Regions from separate parts of the Drosophila melanogaster genome. Here region 1 is linked to region 2. The links are chromatin contacts, called in public Hi-C maps. All regions are on one chromosome and are shown on one strand. The core of a region is the stretch at or near the end of the contact, and the rest is flanking DNA. Distances in the headings are between cores, read along the strand shown. Region 1 holds the start of CG17032. Region 2 holds the start of CkIIalpha-i1 (CKII-alpha subunit interactor-1).

What was found. Hi-C and Micro-C count contacts between places; a contact is called where the count stands out from the background.
Region 1: a contact with region 2 is called in a Hi-C map of the Kc167 cell line, with 2.9 times the contacts expected there. The contact joins the promoter of CG17032 here to the promoter of CkIIalpha-i1 in region 2. A contact is called at or near these places in 12 of 107 Hi-C or Micro-C datasets (the D17-c3 cell line, the Kc167 cell line, the S2 cell line and 4 more) and 2 of 6 datasets of contacts at active chromatin or transcription factors (both in the Kc167 cell line).

What each region holds. Positions count from the first base shown.
Region 1 is chr3L:15,956,713-15,962,905 of dm6, reverse strand. It overlaps CG17032, which reads right to left and starts at 4,063. Exons shown (of 2, transcript NM_140560.3): 1 at 3,523-4,063; 2 at 2,297-3,218. The coding sequence starts at 3,640. The coding sequence ends at 2,398. elgi (early girl) reads right to left here. Exons shown (of 5, transcript NM_140559.1): 1 at 6,067-6,193; 2 at 5,841-5,983; 3 at 5,323-5,767; 4 at 5,102-5,267; 5 at 4,473-5,039. The coding sequence starts at 6,156. The coding sequence ends at 4,936. Brr2 (Brr2 U5 snRNP complex subunit) reads left to right here. Exons shown (of 6, transcript NM_140561.4): 3 at 1-791; 4 at 856-1,030; 5 at 1,086-1,368; 6 at 1,427-2,070. The coding sequence ends at 1,912.
Region 2 is chr3L:15,815,344-15,822,240 of dm6, reverse strand. CkIIalpha-i1 (CKII-alpha subunit interactor-1) reads right to left here and starts at 5,262. Exons shown (of 2, transcript NM_079372.4): 1 at 5,068-5,262; 2 at 3,620-5,009. The coding sequence starts at 5,193. The coding sequence ends at 3,903. fwe (flower) reads left to right here and starts at 5,831. Exons shown (of 6, transcript NM_168633.4): 1 at 5,831-5,967; 2 at 6,185-6,305. The coding sequence starts at 5,965. DCP2 (Decapping protein 2) reads left to right here. Exons shown (of 5, transcript NM_001259847.2): 4 at 1-170; 5 at 227-3,507. The coding sequence ends at 796.

The sequences.
Region 1 (6,193 bases), core at 2,814-5,313, 140 kb before region 2:
AAAGCAGGCCAGGCTCACTGCAATTGATGTTTTGACCTACGCAGCATCGGATTTGCAACCCAACCGTTTTTTCCATGCTGAGGAGGAGGACATCAAGCCGTTCCTCGAACGAATGACGGATAAAACTTTGAAGGAGACCCTAGCGCAAGGAGTGGCCTATCTCCATGAGGGCCTATCCGCCTCAGATCATCGCCTGGTGGAGCAGCTGTTTGACTCTGGCGCCGTGCAAGTAGCTGTTATCTCCAGAGACCTTTGCTGGGGCATGAGCATCTCCGCTCACTTGGTGATCATCATGGACACACAATTTTACAATGGCAAGAATCATTCGTATGAGGACTATCCCATTACAGACGTGCTGCAAATGATTGGTCGAGCCAATCGGCCGAACGAGGATGCGGATGCCAAATGCGTGCTGATGTGCCAGAGCAGCAAGAAGGACTTCTTTAAGAAATTCATCAACGAGCCGCTGCCCATCGAAAGTCATTTGGATCATAGAATGCATGATCACTTTAACGCCGAGGTGGTCACCAAGACAATTGAGAACAAACAGGATGCCGTTGATTATCTCACCTGGACGTTCCTCTACAGACGATTGACCCAAAATCCCAACTACTACAATCTGCAGGGTGTCACGCATCGCCATCTCTCCGACCATCTTTCGGAGTTGGTGGAGAATACGCTGAGCGATCTAGAACAGTCCAAGTGTATTAGCGTGGAGGATGATATGGACACGCTGCCACTCAATCTGGGCATGATTGCTGCCTACTATTACATCAACTACACAACTATCGGTATGAAGCATTAGATTTAAGTTTAGGCAATTGTCATCTTCATTTTCCTATCATTTTTTCCCAGAGCTCTTCAGTTTGTCCCTCAACAGCAAAACAAAAGTGCGGGGCCTGCTGGAAATTATTTCATCGGCAGCTGAGTACGAGGATGTTGTGGTCAGGCATCATGAGGAGCAGGTTCTGCGCACGCTGTCTCAGCGACTGCCCAACAAACTCACAGGACCCAATGAAACGGCTCCAAAGTAAGCAACCCATACATTTAGATCTTAAAAAGAATTTTACCAATGTTATTTTTAGATTCAATGATCCGCACATCAAGACCAATTTGCTGCTTCAGGCTCATCTTTCGCGATTGCAACTGGGACCTGAACTGCAAGGCGATACGGAGCAGATACTGAGCAAGGCCATCCGCCTCATTCAGGCCTGCGTAGATGTGCTGAGTTCAAATGGCTGGCTGTCGCCGGCTGTGGCTGCCATGGAGCTGGCTCAGATGGTCACGCAGGCCATGTGGAGCAAGGACTCGTACTTGAAACAGTTGCCGCACTTTAGTCCCGAGATTGTCAAGCGGTGCACAGAGAAGGTGAGAGTAACAACAAGTGAATCTCTAGGATTATCTCATGTTTCGTCGTATATTTCAGAAAATCGAAACCGTTTTCGATATCATGGAATTGGAGGACGAGGATCGCACTCGCCTGCTGCAGCTCTCCGATTTACAAATGGCCGATGTTGCTCGATTCTGCAACCGTTACCCCAACATTGAGCTGAACTATGAGGTGGTGGACAAGGATCGCATCAACTCAGGATCAACCGTTAATGTAGTGGTTCAACTGGAACGTGAGGATGAGGTCACTGGCCCAGTCATTGCTCCATTCTTCCCGCAGAAGCGCGAAGAAGGATGGTGGGTCGTCATAGGTGATCCCAAGACCAACTCCCTGCTCTCCATCAAACGGCTCACGCTGCAGCAAAAGGCAAAGGTCAAGCTGGACTTTGTGGCACCTAGTCCGGGCAAACACGACTACACTCTGTACTACATGAGCGATTCCTATTTGGGTTGTGATCAGGAGTACAAGTTTTCCATCGAAGTGGGTGACTTCCAGTCGGAAAGCGAAAGCGAGTCAGATTAGTTTTCTTTAGGATCATCAGTTGGGCATGTTTGCACAAATGAAAATCAATCATTTTACAATTTACGCGCATTAATTGTAGCAATAATAAATTCGTGTACTACTTTAGTAGAAACCAAATTGTACAAGGATACACTGAGGATAATTATATAAAGTAGTACAAAAAAAAAAAAAAACAAAATAAAAAAAACCTTTCAACTTTCTTTCGCTGGTTGATACCAAGAATCTAAATATTTTGTAGTCAACAGTGCCAATTCTTATATTGTCTTAAGCTTTTAAATTTCGTATGGAACAATTCAAGTTTGTTGTAATTTGTAATCTGGATCATCAAAATGCAACCGTTTAGATTTTAAAAAAATCATTCAAATTATTCATTCAAATTCAATTCAATCATAAATATTTATTTGGATTTTTTAGATATTTGCACATAGGATTGCTGACAAATAGATTAACTTGGAGGTATTTTCCCTGTATGGTGAACTTGGCTTTTAGCGGCTGACAGAAACTGCCGATCCATGGCTACTGCCACGATTGGCTCCTCCATTAGCGAAGCTGTTCGTGGAGCTAAAGTTTATTGTCTGTCCATTGGGAAGATGGTAAACCTGACTCAGCGAAGCACCTGCCGCATTATTGGATCCAAAGGGGCTGGTGTTCTGGGACTGAGTGGCCGTGCTTGCGGAGGAGGCACCGAATGATCCATTGGCACTCTGCGACTGGAAGCCCTGAGCCTGCCCACTGGCGGCCGAGGATCCTGAGTTGAGTCCATTGTTGTAGTTGCTGTGGGCAGCTCCGTTGGATGCGGCCTGCTCCTGGTTGTAACCACTGGGTCCGAGTGGTCCCAGCGGATTTAACTCGACGTTGGCATTGGCATTGCCGCCATCTGGTCCGGCACCAACATCAACACCCGCTTTGGTTCCCCCAGCGCCGGCCGATGTACCTGCCTGAACTTTTCCACCTTGATTACCGCCGAATCCGGGATTTCCTCCGAATCCTGGGTTACCGCCGAATTCCTGATTACCGCCGAAACCCTGATTACCTCCGAATCCCTGGTTGCCTCCAAATCCTTGATTACCGCCGAATCCACCTCCAAAACCAGGCTCTCCACCGAATCCGCCACCGAAGCCGGGATTTCCAGCATACTGACCACCAAATTGTCGCCCAAACTGACGCTTCACCCTCTTGTGAGCGGCCTGGATTCCGGATATTTGATCCAGGACCGAACGGACGCGACGCACCTGCGGATTAGACTTCGGTTTGATGTACAAGGCTGATTCCACCACTACTTCCTCGATAGTGGCGCCCTTGGAAGCTGTAAAATGCAATGGTATATACTTTATAAAATATTTTATATTTATTTTAATTTAATTAATAGAAGCTGAATAATCGGCAAGCTTATTATTAAAAAATTCGGAGCAATCTATTATTTTACTAAATATTTTACGCTTTGTTCGCACTACAGAATGTGTACATATGTATACACAAAAATTTATAGATAGATATGTATTTATATATATTTACAGAATTTCAGATTTGAAAAGTATTTTCCAAATGTATTTAGGAAGTTTTACAATCTAAGAATTGTAAGATTTTCGAGCGTTAAGAATTTTACTTACGCAAATCATCATCGCCGGTTTGAACCTGCTTCTCGTTGCGCTGCCTCAGTTGAGGAAACGCCGACGCAGCTGCCAGACAGATGAGGGCCACAAATAGCACCGGAATTGATACATTCATTTCGTGTTCTTCGATTAGATTGGTTGCCTTCTGGAGATCGCAGCTGGACACGTCCGTTGGCTGCGCCGCTTCGCGATCAACTGTTGGATGTATATATTTCAGCCTGTCCGCTCCGCCGCCAATCGGCCGATCAACTCTCACTTTCAATCGCCGTAGGGGGCTGCCCCTTTGGTCTGGATGGCGCTAATTGCTTCTATCAATATTCAAGATGTTCGGCAAATACGAAGAAAAAAATTGAAAACCAAAACTGGCTTGTATAATCCAACGATTTTTGGCACATGTAACCGATGCAAACTTTGTATAATGTTGTATTATGTAGGAAAAAAACAAAACGGGTGTACAAAAGCCGAAACCGGTTGGCGGCCAAAGCTCGTGGAGGAACTAGTTTGGTTTTCTTTTGTTTATTTTGTTGCTTGGTTGCTTGCTGCTTGGTTTTTGTTGCTTTTCGATTTCCATTTCGGGAAACAGATGTTGTCCAGAACTTTTACGGGTCCACAGAGTGGAGGCGGACAGATCTCCCCGAATGAGTTGGTGCTTGCAAGTGGGGGGCATCCCAGTGAACATTTGTGTAGGATTTCCAAAGGCAGACGCTTGTCTGCCCTTTCAGCTGATAAGAGGCTAGAATTATCGGTTTAGTTGGAATAATCACTTTTATTTCTATTTCTAATCTAAAAGGCTAGACAATCTTTCAGAAAAATAATTCATGGGAGTGCTTAAATAAATGAATAAATGGAATTTTGTTGTAACATACTATTACAATTTAAATTCGTAATTGAAAGAAATCAATTATAAAAGCAAATGGTTTATTATAGTAATAAATTCTTCCATGAATACATTAGTTAAATAAACTGTTTATTACTCTTTCCACATTTAATCTAAAAGTATTGACAAATATTTCAGAAATTTAAGTAAGTTGTGCAATACGAATTTAAACGCGAATTAGGACATTCACAGCTTCCTTCCATCAAAATGAGAATGAAGTGAACGATAACAAAGGGACATTTGTTGAGATCGCTTAATCAAACATGTAATATTGGGTATATGCGAACGACTTGATGATGTATACGAATTTGCGTACTAACTAAATGGATAAAACACAATGAACCGAAAGTAATATATATTTTTTGTACAACTTGAAAGTCGTCATGAGGCGCTTGAATGGTTTGTTTTGCGAGTTTTTCCTTACAATATTGTTTTTAATGCTTACTCTTACGTTAAGGAATCAACAAAACTGAGCACTGTTCGATATAGTTAGCATTTAACCTAGGATAAGTGGTTAATCAGCGGCTGAGGGCCTACTCGATGCCATGGGCGAAGATCATGACCAAACCTGGATCGATCATGACGTCCTCAGTCATGTGGAGGTTGTCGCAGCTCAAAACGAGCACAGCTTGCTTGCCTGCGGAAGAGTAAGTTTAAAGATAAAGCCTTGTTGTTAATATTTATGTTTAAAATTGTTACCTGGAATGCGTCGACACACATAGTTGTCGTAGATCCTACGATTGGTTTGACGTGTCTCTAGCGAACTGAGCCCACGGGGCCAACGTCGCTCGTGGCAGAACTCCATAAGACTATCCAGGATGTGTGGCGGACAGCCCGACTCGGACAAAGCGCGCTTGATCATGAGCTATCAAATGAAAAGTGAGTTAACGTTTTAAAAAAATTTAGAATTTGGGCTTCACCTGCAGTGCATCGTCGGGCGTAGAGATCATTCCCCCCCAGCGCGTAACCCTGGCCCGGGGCAGTGTGCTGCTCCAGCGGATCACCTCGTCGCGCTCCATCTGGTCGGCTATGGCCCGCATCGCAGGATTGGAGACGCGCATGGCACGCATAAAGTCCTTGAATAGCTGCAGCTCGCGCTTCAGTTCGTTGATAGTCAGCTGCTGGTCGGTGAGCTCCGATTTGAGCTCACCCATTTTTTCCGTCTGCTTGACAATTAAAGTGCGCAGCTCCCGCACGCAGTTGTGGTCCTTTAGCTCATCCTTGGGTATGTCAAAGCCGCATCCCTTCTCGCAGGGAAATGGTCGCTTCGGATTGTGAATGCATTCGTCCAAATGGGAATTGTAGGCGTCTAGCTTGAGAACAGCCGTGCAGCCATAAGGCGCATTGTCACAGGTGATTGACAGTCTGGTTGGCAAGGGTCAAAGATTAGTTAGAGTCCACAAGGTTCACAGAGTAGAAGGCGTTGGGTTTTTCTCACCTGGACAGTAGGTTGCGCAATATGCGAGGCACTGCCCGCAAGTTGGCAGTAGTCAGGGAATTTCGATCCACCGGACAAGTGGGCTGGCGGGTTAGCCACTCGTTAATGCATCCGCGGCAGAAGGCGTGCTCGCACATCACGGCCTGAATCGGTAGATATGTATGATTGTTTGTATTTAAAGCATATGTATGATTCGCGGTGTGCGTTCTTTGCAAACAAAACAAACCTGCAGCGGATCCTCAAGCACTCCGGAGCAGATGGGACAGGTGAGCTCCTCGTCCACCTCCCCCTGAAAGCGATTCACATCGTAGCCCATCTTAGGTCCTCAGCACGCTGGCCATCCGCATAAAAAT
Region 2 (6,897 bases), core at 4,013-6,512:
AACGCAATAAGCAAAATGCGGCTGCGGGCAGCAATCAGGCAACGCCAACTACAATAGCAACGCCAATGACGTCAAATGGCGCCGTCGTAGGAGGTACTGTATCCTCGAAGCGTCAACTGTTCCATAGCCAAAGTCAGAACGATGCGCAGCAATCGGCAAGCAATGAGAAGGTGAGTTATCTCAGTGTTTGATTATAAAATAGGTACATAAAACCGAGCATTTTCAGCAGATTGTCAGCTCCTTCGATTTAATACGCAAGGAGAAGCAGCAACAACTTAAGGCAGCTAAGGCGCAAAAGCAGCAGCAACAACAGCAGCAACGATCGCGCACCAAGTCGCAGAGTGATAAGCAGTACAATCCACAGCAGCCAGTCAAAATCCTGGGACAACAGCAGCCCACAACGGGCATGGATTTGATAGCCATGCTATCGGCAGCGGCGGCAGCTCAAAAGACACCAAACAACGAGCAGCAAACACAAGAGAAGCAGCAGCAGCAACAACGACCACGACCTGCTTCAGTGTCGCTTAACCTTGGAGCAGGCAGTGCCACAGGAGCAACAACATCAGCTCCGGATGCCCAGTACATGCACAGGCTGCAGCGCATGGCATCGGGCACAAATTTGAGGATTCTGAAGCGGGCACAGTCGCAGCAGCCGCAGCAGCACCATCAGCAACAGTTGCAACTAGAACAGCAACAACAGCAGCAGCAGCAGCTGGGAATCGACTTTACGCCAAATTTGAATTCGTGGACGAATTTCTCCTTTACCAAGAACTTCATAGCAAATGTGTTTTGCTAAACTTTTCTTTGAGTCAATCACACACACTTCCTTTTAAAACTCTCAATTAATGCATTTCCGCGCAAAAGGCCCGGTTACCGGGAACACCGAATAGTATAGGAGGCTCTGTGGAGTTTAAGGACTCGCGCTTTGGGTAACAGAAACTTTGGAGACTTGCCAGTAAATGAAAGCATGCCAATTGCATTTAACAAGTTCATTTGTTATAAAACTAACACTACAACTACTGACACTATATAGACAACTAATCATGTCTAGTCCTAGGCCTTGGAGACTATGTATATAAGTAAAGTTTCTCGATCTCTGTACTGGAGATCAAGCTTTTCCAGACATATATATATATTCTACGTTAGGGAACCACAAACACACCTTAACTCGAAAATTGAATGCGATCAATTGTATAGGACATTTTTAATACGAGAAAGAACAAGATTTTCATACCAAAAAGAAAAAAAGAAAAGTAAAACATAAACGAGAGTCTTCCGCTCAGCACACGTAAAGTAATATTTTGTAATAACACTACAATCGCTGTTCGACTTTAAGATCCAAGTGAGAGCGAACAAATTGAGTATAATTATGTTAGAATCCCTTCTGTATAAGCTAAAAGTGTTTATTGTGAGCCTAGTGAACCTAGCCTACTTCAAGCAGAGTGCTCGCCGTTGAACGTATTTTTAGAGAAACCAACAACAAACTAAATCTAACTTAACTAAAGCGTAGCTTTAAACCGCCCCGAGTACAGATCGTTGTGCTTCAATTTTAAGGTCTTGACAGTTGACTTTTGGCAGGGGCAATGAAACGTTTCTGCGGGGCGAGAACACGATGATTAACAAATAATATTTCCGGGCCGTATTACTTACTGCCCGCCCCCACCTATGAAAGTTAGACGAGAGAGGAGAGAAAGATGTGTAAGAAATATTACAAATAATAACAATGTAAATAATTAAATTGTGATATAGTATTTCTTAGCACAATTGTGATCTTAGCAAACGGCTGGCAACTACAAAAACTTTTATAAGCGCAACCACAACACCATTTTAATCAATCAAAAGAATGCCCCCGCACACACACCGTTCGAAATGAAGAGCCACTTTCCCACAATCAGGGGCAATATCAGGCATATCTCGGCAGCAAAGTGTTTCGTCAATTTTTGATTGACCACTTGGGAATGGGATTGTGAAGCTAAACATGAGAAAACAAAACATTTAACGAATTTAAATTAGTTTAAAATTGAATGCCTAAAACGTTTGCAAGCATAAGAAATTTGTATGATATATACGATGAGCGACTTTGTAATTTTACGAAACAACCAGAACGGGAGTATATTTTTGTGAGCCACTAGTGCGTAAGTTACGGGGGAGAGAAGCCTTTTAAGAAATGTTAAGTCTTTTGATAACTACGCGTAGAATTCGTGATGGTTATTCAGCCAGGCCAAGTTTCCTATAATTCGTAAGCATGTCACGTTAGCATGTTAACTAATTCCTCCTTCAAACGTAGTCTCCAATGTGTGAAACAGTTGCCTATTAGCGTTTATCTTTAGACTAAGCAATGACCAGCAATGTCTCCAAGGTGGTAACATCAGAGCCAATAGGTTTACATCACCGAAAATCAAAAGAAGTTCCCTGTAACTCGGCCTTTTGTGTTCAATTCGAAAGTAGTTCTCTAAGCGTATCGGCCGAAAACAGTAAGAAATTTGCATTTGCTTTAAATCTTTTACCATTGACTTTTAAAGCTTTTTGAAAAGCCATATTAACTTTTATTTTATATGTTTACTTAATGAGCTGCAAATCTGTTTTAAACACTTCTCTCCTTATTTGGATTTGGATTATACTTCATTTTTATTAAAAGCCTATAGTTTAAAGTTTTATTTTTTTGGAAACACTCAAGATCCGTTTCCAGCCTCAGACAAATGCCCAATGAAATTGATAATCTTGTCTTTCTATCCTAATTTAATGCCTTCTTTCTTCTCAATACCAAAACGAACTTAACTTCTTTGGTCATTTGTCTGGGCCAAGTGACAAACAACATCAAACTTATCATCCATCAAGCAATGAATATCAAACTACAAGAACAGCGTTGTTTACACAGCTTGAAAATTTCAACAAACCCAAGAATAAAATATTGTAACATTTTGTTGTAAACGAAGAAAGAAACTCAAAAGTGCAACAATTTAAATATGAACCCAAAACAGAAAAAAAAACGACTCTTCATTTGATGAACTGCAATCCCATTACAATTTTACCAATCCAGAGACACACATTATATTTTACTTTCATTTTTTGAAGAACCATAGACATAGCATTAATTAACTTTAGTAAAGGGCTCCTGGAACAACAACCGACCACATTAAGTCTAAGTGAATGTTGGATGCGTGAGGACTTGCGCTATATTGAAATCTTGCCAACACCTGAAAGTCAGAACCGCCCGACGATTGGAGTGATCCGAGTACTGGCTCCAAGCTAAATTTGCTATGCATTTTAACCATTGTATCGAACATAGACAAACCAAAAAAAAAAAAAAACAAATCTGTAAACACGTCCAAAACAAAAGCGAGGACGTGGATGCACAAGAATAGATTTCCTGAAAATAAAGTGGAAAGTAATCCAGATTCTTTGGTTGAGCAATTCTATTCTAGTGTAAGCACCTCCTTCAAAATCATACGATATCAAAAATACAATTTGTAGAATTTAATGCCAAAACAAGCAAATACAAAATCCAAGTTAACTCTTCAATCAAGAACAATTGTAACGTAAAAAGATTATAAAATAACTTATTTGTGGCAATATATATTTCCAACGTTTTCCCCCCAAAAATTTCCGGCAATAAATTGATGTACCAAGTTTTAAAACTGATTGTTTATTTCTATTGGGTTTAAAAACACTTCATCTCAACGTTTATCCACGAAGAGAAATTATAAAACGGAAGTATGTTTTATCCGCCTTTTTTCACAATTGTAAAGAATACAACGCGGGGGTAAATTTCTTAATAACAAAAAAGTTATACTAAAATTGGCTATCTAAGAATTAATAATATACACACAGTAGTGGAAATATTAATTTATACAATTTAATCAGTTTTCAAGATTACCATTATTTGCTAGCCTAGTTGGTAACTAAGGTCTTGAATTGTCCGAAAGATTGATGTATTTTCCCTTCTGCAGGGAAATTTTCTTGGGCAGGCTGATGAACTCTCCTCCGTTGGTACATTTCGTCGGGGATTCCGGGAAATCTGCCTTAGCGTAAAAGCTTTTCTTGCGGTATGGCAACTTTCGGCGATCGGGTTCAACCCGTTTCATGGGGTCCAGCGTCATAAACTTGCCCTCCAGAAGACGTCGTTCCTGTTGGGTAGACGGCACTTTGCTTTTGAATCCAGAAAAGAGGCCGTGGGAACTCATGTGCGACATTAAGCGCGCCCACACTCGATAACTTGAGGTGCAGTCCTTATATGGGCACTCATAAAATCGCTGCTGCGTGAATTTGACTTTATGGCTCCTCGTGTGCCTCCTGTAGGATCCTTGGTTAGCGAAGGACATGTTGCACTCCACGCAGATGAAATCGGATACATTGTGAACGCTGTTCTCGTGGCGGATAACGTCGAAATAGCGTGGGAATATCTGGTTGCATCTGAGGCACAGAAATTCCAAATCCTTTGCGCCGCACATGGTCTTGTTGTGTTTCATCGTCTTCATGTGCTCATGTAGTTCGTGTAGTTTGTGGAACTCTGAACCACAATCGCGGCAATAGTAGACCGGATTCGGGCGGGGTTTACAAGAATGCATGCGTATGTGGGTCAGGATTTCGAGCACATGGCCGCAACAGGTGCACAGCATCCGAGTGGCTTGGGTCTTGTCCTTGAAGAACTTGGTGACTGCCAAGCCATCGCGTGACAATCCCACGCTGAAGAAATCCACGGACGCGGTTTTCAAAGATTCTTCGACTACGATCTCCATATGCTCGTTTTTTTCCAATGGATCTTCCTTCACTGGCTCCGCGATATGCTGATCGAAAGAATTCTCCTCATCATTCTTTTCCGTTTCTACCTCTTCTTTGTTTGATGTCACCTCCAACTTGATCTGAAATGCAGTGGAGTCGTCTATTTCGATGGGCCTCCGGTGAAACTCGTCCTGGGCCGTGCCCCACTTCTCCAGGGATTCGCTTATGCGCAAAGTCTCTCCAAAGCAGGGCTCGCAAATGCAGTAATTTTCCCCCAGGATAGCAGCCTAAAATACGTGGGTTTCTTTGCATTTGACATCCATTGGACTCACTTTCAGAACTTACATCAATTTTGTACCAATCGAAAAGTCTTTGCAGCAGTTTATTGGCCGATTTGAATTTGGGCTTCTCGAGATCGATCTCAATTGCTCGGTTATCCTTGCATAGTTTGCAAATTTCCGCTTCTGTCATTTTGCTGATATTTTCGAGGAGGTCCAAAAACCAAGTTAATAAAAGGCAAGTAATCAATGATTTCTTCGATGTCTGCTAATCGATACTATCGATAGATGTTTAATTTATCGATACAATGCAGAGCTGCTTAATGTCGATAGGCAATTGAATTAATCGATTTTTAATTTACGGACTTAGAAATTTATGCAAATCTAAAAATAAATTAATTTTGATTGATTTGAATAGAGATAGTTGTTCAGATTTAGGAGTTAGGTGAACGATCTGAGATCGAAGTGAATTTTCTAAAGATGCCGCCTGCATATTGAACGGTATAAAAGCTTTCAATGTACACAAATTTGCCTAACATTTGCTAAGAGAACCGGAAAATATTGTTTAATATCATAATCGAACAAAAACCAATTTACAAGTTTAGACTGTAGTTTTTTCATTACCTAAAAAAGTATTTGTGTAATTATTTGAATGTTCGAAACCCAAAACAAGAAAATACAAATAATTATGAAAAAAGTAAGAAGTTGACTAATTGCAATATAAATTTAAAAATTAAAAAATGTTGTAGTGAATCCAGGATACCAGGAAACTAGTTCCATTCGCCTCCGATAACTTCCGAGTATCGATAGGCTCTATCGGCCATCAGAATCGCGATCTAGTTCGGTTCGCGTGCAGCAGAACGCAAAGTACAACAGGATTTTTTTCGTTCCGTGTGACGTGAAAAGTGCAAATAGTAATTGTTCGAATTAGTTTAAGCCTAGCTAACTAACTAAATAAATAGCCATGGTAGGTAGTTGTTGATTGACTGAGATAAAATGCTGACGCAGTGAGCGGTGTCAGTGTGTATGCATGTGAGCCGCGCGTTAACTGGTGTGTGTGTTTTTGTCGTGGCAATGTGTGCGTGTTAAAAAAAGCGGCCGCCGCGTCACAATACAAAATTGTGCTTCGATTTTTCCTAATTGCATTTCGATTTCTCCCTATTTCCGTCTATTTCCCGGATCAGTCGTTTGCGGAAAAGATAACGGGTCTGCTGGCACGGCCGAATCAACAAGATCCAATTGGACCGGAGCAGCCGTGGTATCTCAAATATGGAAGTCGATTGCTGGGCATTGTGGCCGCCTTCTGTAAGTTGTAGGATATATAATAAATTATCTACTAGCTTAACACATTAAAAAGTTGGGAAAAACATCCGTGACATTGGGCGGCCCAAAAATATGTTGCATCGATTTTTGTGTACCACCCTTTGTTGTTGTTGCTGTTATCTATTCGTAGGTGTAGGTGTGCAGTTGTGTTCGTGTGTGTACGCACGCTCTCTGACATTGATAAAGGAAAAACAAGAGAGGGTGAGTGAGAGGTGAGAGGCAGTGAGAGCGGAGAAAGGAAACATGGAAAAGACAACACAAAAAGGATACACAAATTCACACACTGAAAAAAATACTAGTTATGTATGTAGCTAAAGTTTATTTTTACATCAAAATCAAAGAAATGTAGGGTAAAGTGTGAGATTTCCAAATGAATTAAGAATGAAACGTATAATTTTAAGGTAAAACAAAGTCCAAAAAAGGTTTTTTTTTGTTTTGTTATTGAAATATAAAATAATACATTCACCCACTTAACTAAGTGGGCTTCCTGCACTTAATATCTCTTATCTAACCATTTCGTTTGATAACTTTTTATTTCGTGTGTAGGAAATTGCAAGTATGTATAGGAGCTTTT